2 separate regions of the Zea mays genome follow, and region 2 is linked to region 1. The links are chromatin contacts, called in public Hi-C maps. All regions are on one chromosome and are shown on one strand. Each heading gives the region's core, a stretch centred on a gene start, on an enhancer-like site or on the middle of the called end of the contact. The rest is flanking DNA. Distances are from core to core; before and after follow the strand shown.

Region 1 (4,658 bases), core at 2,046-4,545:
AACCAATCATTGTAGCCTTCGTGTCTTTACGGTATGCGAAATTGTAGCATCCAAAGTTTTTATGTAAACCATCTGCCCTTGCCTTGGTCTGATAATGAAGCTTGTGGACCCTACAGAATCCTTTGGCATTAGCACTTTTTCCTTGACTTCGTAAAGCCTAGATATACACGCTAAGCCTGATTATAGCGTTTGGAGTCAGTTGATGAAGATAAATTTCAATTTTTTTTCAAAACTTCACCGATCATTTCATACAGAGGGAACCAAAGCCCTGCTCTGAAGAAGCTCTTAAAACGACAACTTCGTCATATCTTGGCTCTAGAACTATTTCATCTCCGACGAACCTTAACAACTCATCATCATTTTCCCAAAATATCCAAGGCTTTTCATTAAAACTAAGTCTTCTGCCTTCACAGTGGATTTTCCAAATTCAATATGGCTAGGTTTGCTTGGACTCAAGATGCCATACGAAGGTCAAACACGATGTTGAGCCGAAGAGAAAAAGACTTGTTAATCCATGATGTTTATATTAGGATTATGTGTATATGTCAAGGTCATAAATGTACTTTTGCTCGGGCTGCATCCCATGCCTATAAATAGATGGACAGTACCCCTGTATTGTTCACGCGAGATTGAGATTGTATTCTCATTTTCACCTTCGAGCAAGCCGAAGGTACAAATGTAATATATATCATATATTACTTTGTCAACATATGATACAAATCTTAATGTTATCTAACATTCAATATGATATAAATAATTATCATGATGTTACATTTGTAAATACATTTTTGTATTTGTAAATGATGAAGACTTGTTCTTCATAACCTTCGTCCGAGAATCATCATTCTCGAAAGGATTTGATGCTTCGAAGGACGAATGTCCTTTACATTTAACATTTGTGTTGCCTTGTTTTGTGATTCAGCAATAAAAAACAAGTAAACAACAGCCACATCCGTGAAAAGCGTGTGCAACGTGGGCGCGGGGTGGGGGCGTGCGGGCGGGGCAGGATTATGGATGCTGACTTTACACTCTTAATAGATTAGTATGGATTAGGATAGCAAGGAAGGCATCCACACCCTGGTGCCCCTGCCCTCTCCCATGCCCGCGCATGGAAGCAGCCTCCCAGCCTCGCCCTCATACCCTCGAGATTTTTGTCGTCGACCACACCACTTCCATCGTCGCCCCCAGCCTACCCCCGTCCTCGCGATGCCCCCTACGCGCCAACGAGAAAATTACCCCACCCCCAGCTCGCGATGCCTGGCCATGGTATGTTGCCTTCCCCCATAAAAGCCGCCTCCACTCATGTCGCGACCATCCTCCCCCTCTGCTACATGCCACGACTGCCCCCGCACCCGCGCATGCCATGGCCTCTCCCTCCGCGAAAGCCACAACCGCACCAACAACCGTCGTGCATGTCGTGACCTCTAACTCCGTGCCTCGCTGCGACCGCGCCAGCATCCGCCCTACGCCTGACCCGAAACCCCCAGTCATCCTCAATCGGGAGCCGCACACAACCTCCCCCAGCATGCACGGCATGCGGTAGAAGCGGCGGGAGGTTGCTGGCAACTGTATAACCCTTCTCACCTCGATCTAGATCCAGCCACCTGCGCGTGTTACCCCTTCTTCGTGGTCGTTTGGGAGCTGTCATAGGTGCACCCGTGCAACTGCGGCCAGGAGCACGAGGTGGAGGCCGCCGTCGTTGTCCACAAGGCCTTCAAAGGCTACTTGGTGAGTTGGTAATATTGCCCGAAAAGAAACACATTCTCTCTCTCTATTTCTTTGTGTTCATGGTTCGTTGCTGTCTTTTATTTCCTTTCATTGAAAAAAGTAAATCAAAATAGTTCTGCGGAAGATGTAGAGGAGGAACTTCAAACCAACATAAGATCAAAATTTGATGAATTCAGATTACCCACGACAGAGGTTGCTCAGTCACCATAGTACACAGTCCACGACAGAGCAATCGAACGTCACCTAGGGATCGACGACACGTTAGGACGCGTCAGTGGTCAGCGCAGGGGCGGGGGTTGTAGATCGATGGTTTAAGTCAGCACGGCGCGGTGGCGGAGCGGGTCCTGCTCCTGCGAGTGGTGGAGCTGGCACAACGTGAGGAGGAGGTCGTGCAGGAGGCGACCGGCCCACGGCGCTAGTACCTCGCCATAGCGGCGGCAGAGCAAGTCCTGCGCCAGCAGGATCGCCTCGCGGACGCACCCTGCGCGCCGACGAGAAGGAAGAGGTCATGCAAGAGATGACTGGCCCATGACGATGGCGGAGCGGGTCCCACGCCTATGGGTGGTGGAGCTGGCGTAGCGCGAGGAGCCTGTCATGCAGGAGGCGACCGGCCCATGGCGTCTACACCTCGCCATGGCGGCGGTGGAGCAGGTCCCGCGCCTGCAAGTATAGGTAGAGGCGGATCCAAAAAGGTAAAGTGGGTCATACCCTGCTTAATTTTATACACCCTTTTATGCCTAATGGTTATTTAGTGTTAAGTGTAGAAAAAATTAAAGTTTCGTTTAGTATAAAGTCCGGTTCCAAACCTATAAAACTAATAGCTAGTGGCTAACATTAGCCAAGAGGTTTAGATGCCCAACCCAGCTAGAACCAGTTAACAATTAGCTCTAAAGGTGTAGAACATGGCCTAAAACAACCCTGTCATGATCCTCCTCATCGAATCCTTCCGGATCAGTCTGACCCTAATATTTTGGATACCATATAAACGAGTTTGCTCGCAGCCCCGTTTTTGCCACCGATCCATTTCTGATGCAACGTCGTCTGACTCTACGTCTTCTTGACGCCTCCGTCTCTTGCCCTGTTTTTACCATGACACTGATCCACTCCATAAGTTAGATCTAGCTTGTCGCAACAATATAATCTATCTTCGATGATTGATTAAATCAGGAAGCCATGACATTTATGTGATTTTCGTAAATTTTCGTCCAACGTCCGCCGATGTTACAGCAGATCGCGAAAGACTGGTATGTTATTGGCGGCGCGAGACAGGGGAGCATCATTATCCAGAGCTGCGAGCGGGCGCTCTCCACGCGGGTTCGGACGTTCGGTGCATTTGGCGCTTGGGATGCGGGCATGCGGCCGGTTCACGCGATGCGGGGGGCGGCAGCGCCGGGCCTGGCAGGCGCGGGGGGAGGGCGGCGCGAGGAGCGGATCCAGTGAGACCGTGAGAGAAGGCGCGGACGGGGAGGACGTTAACGACGCACGAAACGGTTTCCTGTAGAAAAGTAATCCTTTATAATGGCAGAAGAGAAAGGACGGAGCAAAACAGACCCCTTCTTTACTCTAACCATATCTGCCGCAAACCGCAACACACAATCCAGAGCGAGGTCGTGGCGTGGACTCCAAATCCTTCCTCTTCAGGACTCAACAGCGGAGTTCGCTCCGACCACGGGCCCTGCTGCCATGGCGGCGGCGGCAGATCTTGGTGAGTCCGGGCCACCGCGGTGGGCATAGCCGATAGGCTCGTTGCTCGTTCTTCCTTCGCATGCGTTGGTTTCTATGCTTATGCACTTGTAGGCTCACCTGGATTTCTCGTTTTGGCATTATTGTACTGCAATGCATCTACAAAAGTCTTATAGATATGCATTCATAGTCAAAGCAATCTATCTAAAAAAAATCTTACAATTTGAGTATTTGCCAGTTAATGTGCGGTGTCCGTGGTAGCGGGGAGCCTCCTTAAATCTGGTGCATCCATAATGATTTCTTTTCCTTGTCTGGATCAGAGCCTCAGTTGGGGATATCGCCGGCGACACCCGACATTGTCCGCAAGCTAGCTCGACCGTCCGGGACAACCACCGCAGTTGGCTATTGCTGCACTGCTCTGTACACCAGCACGGCTGCTGGCCCCGGAAAGGTGGACGGCGATGGCCTTGCCTCGGTGCCGTTGCATGCCCATGAACATTCTCAGTCCGCCGCACTGGATAATTTGGTCCAAGTGGACTGTGATCCCGTGGGCACTCAGGAGTCCAGCACCTTGCCTGCACTGGTGGGCGAGTCCTCTGGCAAGGTTGCACAGCAAGAGCAGCAGCACAAGGAAGGTGTTGATAGTGCCAGAGATGCAGGTGCTGCTTCTCCTGCCCCTACTTCTACTCCGGAGAACATGGAGCCCACACCTCGGAGGAGGGGGAAGAAGTCGACCAAGGGGGTTCAACGTCTCAAAGTGGCCAAAGATAAAGTGATGAAGCTCAAGGTGACCACGCCTAGTACAGTAAAAAAGAAGAAAATGACAGAGGATGATATTCAACATATTGGTGCCCACAGGTCTAATAGTGCAAGACGCAAGTTAGATTTGGATTTACATTCATCAGAAAGTAAAACATGTTTCAGCAGAGCCGAGCTGATGATTAATTTGAAGTGCATTGGCAAGAGTTATGGTTTAATCAGTGAACTGACTACACATAAGAGGAGCAAGAGAGGGAAAAAAAGGAAAATGATGGTAGGAAACAAGGAAAGTGGTCAGCTAGCACTTTTGCCTTACAACTGGACTACAACGGTTGCGGTATCACGCCCTCTAACTCATGTAAAGAAATTGCGGGCTAAGGTTTTGGGCCTTACTGATGAAACAATGCGGGTTTGTGCTGTTTTGGCAAATTGGAATGGGAGCGACAATGAAAGTTTTGAAGGTTTTGATATTGGCAATGGACCCGAAT
Region 2 (4,796 bases), core at 1,555-4,054, 630 kb after region 1:
TTGCTGTTCCTCATTGCCATCTGCGCCGCTGCTTCTGATGATTCCATTTACTTCCTGCCCAGAGTCACTCTCTCCCGTCAGTTTCTGTGTAATTTGTGGCCACTGGGGTAGAAGGGATGGTCGCAGCCCCCCTTGCAATAGGGTGTCTCGTATCTGTTGTGGTTATTATCATGGCCTCACGTGTTCTTATGCATCTGCTCAAGGTTGAGTACGTTTGAGGTCTCCTTGTGTGCATCCATTTCACGTAGTAATAAATCAAGAAAAAGAAAGCTTTCTTAATAAAAATGTTTTTGGGGTTTTAAGGTCTTCTCCAAATTAGCAAACTACAAGTTCTTTTATGGTTGCAACCGCAGAGGTGAGATGAGACAACACATTTGAATCGTGGACGTCATACGAAATTAATTTCCGGTTACTATTGCTACCGTGCCTAACAGACTACCAGAGCCTCCTACAAGTAGTTGCTGACAACTTTGAGTTTGACAATTGACATGCTATCAACTACCTACTGCAGCAACAAACTATGGTCAGGGACTAGGTCATCCATAGATGGAAATCATAATCCTCAAGAATACTATTTCAGTTTCCATCTGCATTGTGGCTGACTAGCTAATTTTGCTTCTACTCTTAAGTTTTGGGCCTCCTCTGATCTTTCCCAAATTAATCTCCTGTATTTTTGATGCAGTGCGATTCGATCACTTATCGAGTTCGGTTTCGCTGCCAAAGAAAGAGCTGATGTGAGGCTTTATTATGGTGATACAAGTCTGAAATCTATGTCATACCAGGTTGGAGAAATTTCCCCTATGTACTGTATGCAAGTCGTGTATTTGCCGGAGAAGCCTTTAGCTCACATAACAAAGATACATAATTTTCTGTTTGGCAGGAAAGGCTTAGTAACTGGGAGTCAACTGGAATTAAAATAATACCAGTCTTATCACAACCAGATGACAGCTGGAAAGGTGAACGAGGATATGTTCAGGTAATACAAGAAATGCTCCACCATTGTTTTGTCTTATTGAGACATCCTTCTAATGACATTAATCTTGCAGGATGCTTTCTTCAGAAACAAGAACATAGTAAATCCATCTTCTACAGGAGCCATACTTTGTGGACCGAATGAAATGCAGGAGGTGTGCATTGTTGTTGTTTCAAGACTCTTTTTGCATAACTTTACTATTAAGCATGCTGAGCCTATGACAAAAATTGTTTGCTACTTGTGAGTCGAACTGCTACTGCATCAAACTGTGCATGTAAACACTTAAGTACTATATATTTAAAATGGAGACCTACATCCCTAAACTTACTAACTGTAGCATCCTAGATCAAAATTAGTCTAATGAGATCTGGCTCATCATCTATTTAGCATGCTGAATCCTAAAACCTTTCTACCTCTGGCTCTCATGCACTCCCTTCTCTGACCTGCATCAACTAACCGCACCACCAGCTTTTTTCGTGTGGATGCAATGATGAATTGATGATACTGATGACGCTCTCTACTTTACAGGAACTCACCTTATCCCTTGTAGCAGATGGTGTCTCACGAGACAAAATCTTAACGAACTACTGAAAGCGATCTCCGGTCTCTGATGTATTTTATGACCAGTTAGGCCTCAACGTGTAAACTTTATTGCTTAGGCCTGGCTGTGATGTTCCAGTGATATATGAATAAACTACTGAACTTGAGACGAGGATGTAATGTTCAGTGATATATTATATGAATAAACTACTGAATTTGAGGCGAGGACAATACTGTGGTCAAGTTTCGGTTTGGTTCATATAAATGGCCGCAGTAACATGCTTCTTTATCCTTCATGCAAGTAAAATGCTCCCTCTACTGCTTGTCAACCCTGAGGGCCTGTTTGTTTGGTCTTAATTGGGCTGAATTAGAATTAGATTCTAGGGCAAGCCTGTTTGGATGCACTTGAAATTGGAAATCAACATTCCACTCACTTTCCTAGCCCAAATCTAAAGCCCACAACAGATTCTTAGCTTGTGAAGACAGAAAACGATTCCTCTCCCCTCCCTCCCAGCAGGAGCTTTTGTTATTATAATACTCATTTCATTAGGCTTCTTCTTTTTAGTACTTATAATTTTACCTTCTCCATAATAGTATTCATAGGTAACCCTATTCTTTAAAATAGTACTTCGACCTCTTTTTAATCATTTCTATTTTCTTTTCTTATTTCTCAGCACCGTACTCCCTACTTTTCCTCTCTCCCTCCACATCTCTATTCATCACAAGAATGCATACATACATACATACAACAGACTAGATATCGCAGGTGTAATTCTCAGATGCATCAACAAGTGTGATCATATTTATTACTGACGTACTGACCGGTTAGGTTATATATCACAGTAGCTATCATCCACGGCTGAACAACTCCAAGTAATTCCCTTGTCTATCATTCGTCTTCCATCTTCATGCCAAATAAAAATAATATACAAAACTACTACTATCTACCTTGACAAGAACATGTTCAAACGGTTGCTGGTGACCCTCATCCCTCAGCCGGTCAATAGCATCTAAGCAAACTAGACACAAATACTAGCATTGGCAGTATGAATTCCTGCTAGAACTGATATAGCAGTACGGCTAATTTAGGTGGTGAGAAATAAGAAAATAAAATGAAAACAATTAAAAATGGGTTAAAATACTATTTTAAAGGATATGTTCACTTGTAAGTACTATTATAGAGAAGATAAAATTGTAAGTACTAAAAGAGAGCAGCCTGATAAAAGGAATACTATAATAGCAAAAAGCTCCTCCCAGCAGTGCACGCGTGAAGCTCGGCGGCGGCCGGCACGGTGCATCCTCCGCTCTTGCCTCACCTCCCGGTCCATCCTCGCTGCTCACGCGTGCCTCACCTCGACAGCAGCCTTCCCTCGCGACAGGGTGAGCACCCTTCCCCCACCTCGCTGCTTCTGACCCGCGAGCCGCGCTGAGGAGATCTCGAGGTGCCCTCCTCCGCCTCGGCGGGCTCGCCTGCCTTGCGGGTCGCGGTCGCGTCGCGGATGGACCTTCTGACTTGTCCGGTTCTCCCCGCCCCTGCGTGCGCTGCGAGCTCGGCTGCGTGCCTTCGTGAGAGGGGGTGCGAACGGCCAGATGGGGATCTAATCAGACAAGCGAACGAGGACGGGAACGGGCACGGGGGTGCCGCGCCCGCGATATCCGTCGTCCCCGGCGAGGCGGCGACACTGCTGCTGTAGGTGCGAGCCGTAGCTACTGGCCTGCCGTAGCTACTGTAGGCGGCGACACTGCTGTAGGTGCGCCCGCGACAATTGCATTCTTACAATTGCCTCTGATTATTGACAACGCTCTGCAGATCAGTTTCCTCTTGCAATATAACAAAGTTCAATCCTGGTAGATGCACGAAAAGACACTCCGCAGAGGAAATTTACCATGAAACTCAAACCCGAACAGCCTCCATGTATCCTCACAGCAAGAAAGATATCTAGATTTCATATATTCAGCAATTTCATCGATACCATCAGAGCTAGTCTTTTCTTGATCTACTGTACCGTCACCCTTTGTAGATTCTGAAGCAGATGACTCACGATTCTTGAACCTCATTCTATGCACAGTCAAATCCTTTGTTGACATACTTAATAGACACTTGATCAGATAGGTTTGGTTACAGGCCTCAACATCAATATGTGCCTGGCATTTCTTGAGCACAGTGCACAGATAGACTATGTGGCACAACCCATAGACTATCTACTTGTACATTCCCTTTCCAGGCAAGAATACCATTTTTCTGCGCCTGTATAGTGGGTAGCCAGCTTCGTAAAAAAAAAACTGTTTCAGATCTAAATGACTTAGGCCTTTTAAACAATAGCCATCTCTCGTGCAAGGACTATTTGGATTAGCTGAACCACACGGGTCTTGTATCATAAACTCTTCAACCAGGAAGAATCCTAACGGATCAGCACTAGGATCAGGTAACTCAGCAGATATATATCTATCAACGTTAAGATTCGATTTGCTGGTCAGCGAGTCAAAATGGCTCGCCCAGCTGGACCAGCTCATGTGGAACCATGCCTAGGAGCTCTCCAGCTGAGAACCGTTGGCCAAATAAATCCTTTTGTTGGGTGTGGATCAGCTCATGTGGAACCATGCCTACCTTGCCTGCTCACTTGTGAAAGACGAATGTTCCCCCAGTGCATATTTGCATTGCATTCTATATTCGCATTGCATTGCTTTATTTAATTTGCCGGTCTTGCATGCACCGTATACATATACATATCATTCTGTTCACCTGTTCTTCTTTGAATTAGTGATATATATATATATATAATGTTTTGTCAAGTGTGCTTATGATGTATGGTTTATCTGCTGTAGATGTCTCACAACAACTTAGAATTGGTTAGAAGAAATTTGGAGGAAATGAGAGAGAGGCGTAGGAAGAAGAGGCTGAGAGTAGCATCCTTATTTGTTGCAACTGTCATGGGCATGATTGCGGAATATTATTATCGGAAAAGACCTAGACATCTTATGGATCCCTCTGAGGTGATAGAGAGAGATGTAGCTGGTCGGAAACAAATGCTAAGGAATCTGTATCAAGGATCAAATGTTTATTGCTATGACAGTTTGCGTCTAACTAAGAGATCCTTTTCGGACCTATGCACTATCTTACGTGAGAGGTGCGATATGTGTGACACCTTGAATGTGTCGGTAGAAGAAAAGGTTGCTATCTTTTTGCTTGTAGTGGGTCATGGCACTAAGATGAGGATGATTCGTAGCTCATACGGGTGGTCACTTGAATCAATTAGACGCTATTTTAATGAGGTGTTGAGAG

The links. Hi-C and Micro-C count contacts between places; a contact is called where the count stands out from the background.
Region 2: a Hi-C map of tassel shows a contact between it and region 1, with 1.9 times the contacts expected there. The contact joins the promoter of LOC100275206 here to the promoter of LOC100382817 in region 1. A contact is called at or near these places in 2 of 25 Hi-C or Micro-C datasets (bundle sheath and tassel).

The regions. Positions count from the first base shown.
Region 1 is chr5:165,469,439-165,474,096 of Zm-B73-REFERENCE-NAM-5.0, forward strand. It overlaps LOC100382817, which reads left to right and starts at 3,296. Exons shown (of 17, transcript NM_001361683.1): 1 at 3,296-3,433; 2 at 3,732-4,658. The coding sequence starts at 3,412.
Region 2 is chr5:166,095,842-166,100,637 of Zm-B73-REFERENCE-NAM-5.0, forward strand. It overlaps LOC100275206, which reads left to right and starts at 2,805. Exons shown (of 4, transcript NM_001149352.2): 1 at 2,805-2,893. LOC100282665 reads left to right here. Exons shown (of 5, transcript NM_001155573.2): 2 at 683-782; 3 at 881-976; 4 at 1,047-1,127; 5 at 1,502-1,826. The coding sequence ends at 1,564.